Linked DNA regions of Oryctolagus cuniculus: region 2 is linked to region 1. Evidence: chromatin contacts called from public Hi-C data. All regions are on one chromosome and are shown on one strand. The core of a region is the stretch at or near the end of the contact, and the rest is flanking DNA. Distances in the headings are between cores, read along the strand shown. Region 1 holds the start of TMCO4 (transmembrane and coiled-coil domains 4). Region 2 overlaps TMCO4 (transmembrane and coiled-coil domains 4).

Region 1 (3,676 bases), core at 854-3,353:
GAGCCCAGCGAGTTTAACCCGGGAGATGCATGCCCGGGATTCATGGCATGGCGTATCTGGAATGCAGATCTAGGCTGAGCTAAAAGCTGAAGAATGAGGAGGTGCCTACCTGGGAAAAGAGACAGGGAGGAGGAGGAGCAGTCCAGGAGGGCAGGTGCAAAGGCCCTGGGGGTGGGGGGCTGCCTGGGGCACTGGGGTTCTTCAGAAAGGGTCTGAGCTGGAGGGGAGCACCAGGCACAGACGCAGGGCCTTCCGGGGCACACGGAAGCTCTGCTATTTACCCTCAGAAATGAGAAGCCACAGCAGCGCTTTAGGCAGAGCGTGGTACCCTCAGAGGGCCCAGCACCGGCCGGTTAGGTGGAAAGGGGGCTGCAAGGCCCCTCTCCGGCCCCCTTCTGACGGCTGCAACATCTTCAAGGAAGTGAAGCCGCCCCCTCACCTGCAGCTGCAACTCACAATAGCAGTGTCTACAAAAACACTGGCAGGACGACCACAGTGACAAACCACAAACCACCCGACCGGTTTCTCAGGCCCCATATCTGCAAGCCAAGGTGCTGCTCCACCTTGCAGTCCCGGGGAGGAGGAGGGAGAGCTTTAGCCTCAGAAGAAATCCCCCAGGCAACTAATTAGTCAACTGTGCCCTTCCAGCCACCCCTGGGCTCAGCAGGGCGGGGGGGAGTCCCATAATCCTGTGACAACCTGGGAGAGAGGTATTTTACAAACGAGGCACAGGGGGGTGAGGTAGCTCGCCCAGGGCAGTCAGTGACACAGCTGCAAAGCTGGGACATGAGCCCGCCTCTATGTGACATCGATGAAACGCTGAGTGTGGGATGTGAGCATCCCGCTAGGGGGACCAGGCAGGGGACCCTGGCCTCCGTGCCCGCCTCTTGGTTCTCTCCACTGGGAGCAGTAACAGGTTATCCACAGTCCTACAGCCCCTAAATAAACAGGCACTTGCCTATGACTGATCTGGCAAGGCCCCCCACGGAGGCCCGGCTCTGGGCTGCACCTCACCACCTGCAAAGCATTCTGGGGGTCCCTGTCCTATGACCAACAATCGGAGAGGTGAAGGGACACACTCAAGGTCACACAGCTAGGAAAGGACAGGTCCAGGCTTCCAGCTCTGCTGGCTCCAAGGTTAGATTAGGGCCACCTAAGGACACTCTACCCACCTACCCTGCCCCTCCCCCACCCCACACGATTGGGGGTTGTGGGGGAGCACAGGCCAGCTGAGGCATCCGGATGAGGCCCGAGAGCGCCCACGCTCAGCGGGCCTGGGGACCTTCAGAGTCACCTTGTCACCTGAGACAAACTCCGGGCCTGAACAGGAGCACGTGCATATGTGGTGAACGGATGGGGCCCCCCAAACGGAAAGGGGTGACTGCCCGTTTTCGGCAGCGAAATGACGCTGAGTTAGGGACCGGAGCCGCGCGGTCCTGCTCTGAGTTAGGCAGGAGGGGTGTACCCCGTCCTCCCTCCGGGTCTGACCCGCACGGCTGGGCACGGTCGTGCAGGGCAAGGGCGCTGTGCCCCACACTGGGTCACGCTCCGCAGGCAGCAACCCAGGTTCCCGTGCCCCTTTCCTGCCGGTGCGCTCCTGGGGAGACCACTACGTCTCTCCGAGCCTCAGTTTACCCAGTAGCACAACCCTCCCCGGCTGCAGCCACAGGCAGCAGGACTGGACCGCGCAGGCCGGCTCCTCTCCAGGGAAGGCCGTGTGCAGTGCCTCATGACCCTGCATGACCTTGGCCAAGGCTTCTTCCTCCCCAGTCCGACGCCCTCACTGACCAAGGAGGCGTCCTCTACAGGCTCACGGCCTCAGTTTCCCCGTCGGCCGCCTGCCCGCAGGACCTCTGCGGGCACTTCCGGCTTTGAAATAGAACCCGCCACCCCCGGGGCAGCCCCAAGTCAGGGCAGCTCTGGAGAGCGCGCACCGCTTCCTGGTGGGTCCGCTGCCCATGGGGGCGGGGACGGGCCCGGGGTCCGGCGGCGCGAGGCCACCGCGGCCAGGCAGCTCCCGGCCCCCTTACCTGCAGGCGGCGGCGCACAGGCTGCAGCGCAGGCGGCGCGAGCTCCTCCCGCCCGGCCCGCCCCGGCCCTGCCCGCCCCGCCGCGCCCCGCCCCGCCGCTGCCCTGCCCGCCCCGGCTCAGGCTCCGGCCCGACCCGGCCCGCCGCCTGCGCAGCCCGCCCCGAGCGCGCCGGGTCGCCGCCGGACGGGTGTGCGTGCGTCCGGGGCGCGGAGGCGCGGGGCCTTCCGGGCCTGGCTGCCCCGCGGAGCGTCCGGCTCGGCCCGCCGCCGTCCTCCGCCGTCTGCCACGACAGGGCTGCCGGGGAAGGGAAGGCGTGAAACCTGCATGGGGCCGGGAGCGGCGCCCTTCGGCCCTGGCCTCTGTCTCGGCGGGAGGCGCTCACGCAGGGCCTGGGCCGGGCAGAGAGGGGAGGGCCCCAAAGCTTGGATGGAAATCTGCGAAAATACATCTTTTTTTTTTTTTATTGTTATTTATTTGAAAGGCAGAGTTAGAGAGAGACAGAGATAAAGAGGTCTTTATTGCTGGTTCACTCCACAAATGACCACAATGGCCAGGGCTGGGCCAGGCTGAAGCCAGGAGCCAGGAGCTTCTTCCAGGTGTCCCACTTGGGTGCAGGGGCCCAAGCACTCGGGCCATCCTTGTTGCTTTCCCAGGTGCATTAGCAGGGAGCTGGATCAGAAGTGGAGCCGTGGGTCTCCAACCAGCACCTGCGGGTTGCTTAACCTGCTAAGCCACAATACCCTGGAAAATATATCTTGTCAGGCTAAAGGACCACCGCGGAAGCCGCTCTCTGCCTGTGTAGACAGCACTTTGAAGTTCTATCCCTGACTTCTTTTTGATTTCTCTATTGCTGTGTTCTGTCCAGCCTCACTGGACTGGAGGGTCCCGTGCCTGGGACCCTACCCCCTGACCACCTTTTAATCCACCACTGTTTCCTGATTTTCCTTCCTGTCCCCACTGGAAGCGACAGCGCGTCCAGTCACTGCACCACATCCACTGTGCACCTGCTGCTGTGTGCCGGGTGCGTGCTAACGGCCTTGGACTCGCACACCAGGCTTCCAGGCCTGATCTAATTGCAGCATTCTCCACTCTGCAATGATCCTGTGCATTTTCCTGTTCTCCAGGTCTGGTCTGCCACCCCCACTAGAATTTAAGATCAGCTCCGCTCCCCGGCCCCTGCAGAGTGAAGGCCATGGCTGCTTTGTGCTGTGCGCCTGCGCAGCAATGGCCAGAGCCCGTGGCTGGCACTTGGATCCAACACAGGATCTCCGTTCAGGATCACCCGGTGGGAGGAAGGATGGGTCTCGTTCCCCCAGCAACCCTGTGAGTTTTCATCACCCAGGAGAGGAAGGAGAGGCTTGGGTCTGAAGCCACAGAGTCAGCGTGGGGACAATGAGGCATGAGGCCCTCAAAGAGCTGAAGCCACACCAGCGCTGTGAGTGGCAGGTGTCCTGGGCAGGGCTTGGCACCTGGGGCTCATGCACGTTGTGGGACCAGGCACCACCCTGTGGACACACCTGCCTCTGGACACTGGACCCAGTGACGGCCGTTGCCTACCACCTACCCTTGAGCCCAGGCACCCCCACTGCCCACCGGAGCTGGTGTGATTGTTAGGAAACCAGCGCAGTTGTAGCCAGCTGGCCGC
Region 2 (3,713 bases), core at 1,162-3,661, 46 kb before region 1:
CTCACAGAGCTGATGCATCTGCTCCCGGCGCGGACTTTGCCCGCTAGTTAGGCAGCCAGCACATCGTGAGCCACTGTTGGCCACGTGCACGTCCTCAAGCCCCAGCGAGGGACCTGGCTGGGCGTTCCACGCCGGCCTCCCAAAGGCAGAGGCCGGATCCCAGGCTGAAGCACTTTTTTTGTTTTAAAGCTTTATTTATTTGAAAGTCAGAGTTAGAGAGAGAGAGAGAGAGAGAGTCTTCCATTTGCTGGTTCACTTCCCAAATGGCTGCCTTAGCCAGGGCTGGGCAAGGCTGAAGCCAGGAGCTTTGTGAGGGTCATGAATCCAGGAGCCATGTGAGTGCAGGAGCCCAAGCACTTGGGCCATCTTCCACTGCTTTTCCCGGGGCCACCAGGAGGGAGCTGCATGGTAAGTGGAGCATCCGGGACTTGAACTGGTGCCCATATGGGATGCTGGCATCACAGGCAGCAGCTTAACCCACTTTGCCACAATGCTGGCCCCTAAAGACATCTTGAGAAGAGTGATAAAGGCACACAGCTCATCTCCTGGGTCCCAGTAAATTCTCCCGGCTGCCATGGCGTCTCCCCTGTCTGAGCGGTTCCCAACAGGGCCTTCAAATCTGAAATCCCCTCTCGCATTAACAGGCAGGGGGCGCTGTCTCTGAGAGGCGTGCTGGCAGCCTCCTGGTCGCATCTGGGAGAGGCCCAGGAAGAATTCTCTGCATTCTTCAGCGTTGACAGGGAAGCTGGGATTGGCACCCAGGCCTCGAGGGATCCCATAGGTGACGGCTGGGACGGGGAGAGGGCTTGGACAGATGCGTCCACCCGCCGTGGGACCTGGGGTGAGTGGTATCACCTGTCTGAGTTTGTTCCTTCATCTGTGAGACCCACGGGGCACAAGCACTCATCCCATGTTAGACGCGCCAGCGCCACGGGGAGGGGGCAGAGGCGGCCTCCTGCAGCGTGCCGAGCAGTACAAGGTAATTAATTTAACACCAGGCCAGCATCCCAAGTGAGTGCCGGTTCAAGTCCTGGCTGCTCTGCTTCCATCCGCTTCCTATCCAGCTCCTCGCTCACGAGCCTGAGAAGGCAGCGCAAGATGGCCCAGGTGCTTGGGCCCCTGCCACTCACGTGGGAGACCTGGATGGAGTTCCAGGCTCCTTGACTTTGGCCTGGCCCAGCCCCGACCCATTGCGGCCATCTGGGGAGCGAAGCAGCAGAGGGACCATCTCTCTCTCTCTCTCTCTCTCTCTCTCTCTCTCTCTGTAACTCTGCCTTTCAAATAAATAAATTAGCACATCTTTTAAAACTGATTTAATCCTCCCAACAACAAGAGACGTGGATACGACCATCACCCCCTGGCTAGACATGAAGGAAGTGAGGCCCATGGTGGTGAAGTCGTAGGCGGCCCCAGGGCACGTGGCGGGGGGAGGGGGGCGGGGGCAGAGGGGAGCACAGCACACCCCAGGCTCCGGCTTCAGAGGGGTTCGTTCACCCCCCCGGAAACCCAAAACCTCCAAATTACAAGAAATCTACATAAAATTCAAACCCCCAATATTATAGCTTAAAAAGAGCTGGTGCTGATGCCCAAGGCCACACAGAGAGCTGGGCACGCAGCCCAGCTGAGAACCGGCTCTGCTGGTTGGATGGCTGCTCCGATTCCTCTCCGGGTCTCAGATCCTTCCAGACCACAGACGGACACCACGAGGTCTCCGAAATAATAAACACACGTGGGAAGCCCTTCCTGTGCACGGCGGTAACAACGCAAGTGCAGCAGCTCGCTTCCCCCGGCACGTGGGCGCAGCCACACCCTCCGTCCCGGCCCACGCGAAGCCCAGCACAGGTAGGAGCTCATGGGGCCCGCGAGGGCCCTAAGAGGAGGCTGCTGTGACTGCCCCCCTTTCCTAGGCGAGGGGAGTCCAGCCCCTCCCCCGGTCAGCGGCAGGGCTGGGCTGTGCTGCACCTCCCGCTGGCCGCCTGCCTGTCCTCCTCTGGCACTTCCGGCGTTCTAGAACACTCAGCGGAGCACCGCGCTTCTTTCTGACACTGAGATTTCCAGACGGCAACTACGAGGCCCCGCAGCTTCAAGGCCTGTGGGACCCCACGCGTGTCCGGCGCACGGGAAGAAGCTGGACAGCCCCCGAGACGATGCTCACGGCGCGGAGCCAGGGTTTCTTGCTGACACAGCTCTGGGAGGCACAGCAAATGTTTTCAGATGATTTCGACACACCACGTTCTCTCCTTTCTCAAGGAAACACCCCTTGCCTTTGCCCCACAGACTCTGGCCGGAGAGCGGCTCTGGCTCTGAAGTCGGCTTTGGGATTGAACTTCCCACGGGGCCGATCCGGTGTAGTGGGGCTGTTTAAACGGTTACCATGGCTAAACAAAACCCAGAGGCAGGGAGACGTGCCTGGTGCCCAGTGCCTGCAATCAGCCTGTGCCTGGGGCTGATTTATTGCCCTGGGATTAGCTCCTGCAGAGTGACTTCCTCTGCATACCCACAGAGAGCAAGGCTGCTGTCCGGCTCGGGGGTACAGGGCGGAGAGAGGCAGGGGAGCCTCCCTGTGCGCCAGCCCCAGGCCAAGCACTCGGTGACGCTTCTGCATCCCCTTCCCCAGCCACGCTGGAAGGGCGTGATCCGTATTCCTATTTTCCAGATAGGGCCACCTGGCCAAGGTCAGACAGCGGATAAATGCCAGAAGTGGGATTTGAACCCAGGCCACTCGAGACTGTGGACAAGGGTTGGAAGAGCCCGAGGTCAAGCAGGGTCATAGGACATTCAAGCCACAGATCTGGGGCCCTGGCAGGTAAGGACTGAGGCCCAGAGAGGGCAGGTGACTTCCCAAGGCCACACAGCAAGTCAGGATGCAGCAGGGACCCCTCGTGCAGTGCTCCTTCCACCCCACAGCCTCATCTCTGGGCGGCAGGAGCAGAGTCCTGTCACCAGCGGAAACCCTGGCTCCGGGCCGGGGTCTGGGGCTCTCTTACTCAGACTCCTCCTCTCCGGTGTCCTTCAGGCTCTCCAGGAACGTGTCTTCAAGGAGCTCCAGCTCCTGCAAGGGCACCTGCAGCAGGGAGCTCAGGTGACAGACGAGGACTCTGGCCCGGGCATCATAGCACCCTCAAAGAGAGAGAGAACACAGCGGAGCGTCAGGTCAGGCTCTGGGCTCAGCAACTTTCACAGCAGGGACACCAGCAAACCCCACATCCTGGAATTGCCCACCATGGCCGGGCCTGCGGGCGGGTCTGGGGGCCAGGGGGAACGTGACACAGCTGCAAACATGCCACATGGCAACATGAGGACGGTGCGTTCCACCAGCCACGTGACAAAGAGGAGATGATAATAATGGGGGCACAGAGGGGCCTCTGGTGGGCGTGTGCAGTGTGCACTGGGGTCAACTTTCTGGAGGGTCACTGATAACACAAGGAAGTGTCACAAACTTAAAAACAACACCACCACCAAATCTGCATCCTGGGCGAGGCACCTGCAGCGCAAGGTTCAGATGCCTGCGTGCCCACATCAGAGTACCTGGCTTTGATTCCCAGCTCCGGCTCCTGAGTCTTGCTTCCTGCCAATGCGTGGTGATGGCTGAAGAACTTGGGTCCCTGCACCCACATGGGAGTCCTGAATTGCCTTCTGAGCTCTTGGCTTTGGCTGGGCCAAACCCCAGCCATTGCAGACACTCAGGGAGTGGACCAATGGCTGGAAGCCGT

Evidence for each region. A called contact is a pair of places that touch in the nucleus more often than the background predicts.
Region 2: a contact with region 1 is called in a Hi-C map of an unstated tissue, with 2.5 times the contacts expected there. The contact joins the enhancer-like site here to the promoter of TMCO4 in region 1. A contact is called at or near these places in 2 of 6 Hi-C or Micro-C datasets (skin fibroblasts and an unstated tissue).

The regions. Positions count from the first base shown.
Region 1 is chr7:150,863,824-150,867,499 of mOryCun1.1, reverse strand. It overlaps TMCO4 (transmembrane and coiled-coil domains 4), which reads right to left and starts at 2,103. Exons shown (of 14, transcript XM_070079203.1): 1 at 2,031-2,103.
Region 2 is chr7:150,909,614-150,913,326 of mOryCun1.1, reverse strand. It overlaps TMCO4 (transmembrane and coiled-coil domains 4), which reads right to left. Exons shown (of 14, transcript XM_070079203.1): 6 at 2,988-3,120. Among named protein-coding and RNA genes, the nearest start is that of TMCO4, 46 kb to the right of the region's middle. Within about 2 kb of position 2,411, at least 3 of the 8 cell types and tissues checked have an H3K27ac peak or open chromatin away from gene starts, as enhancers often do.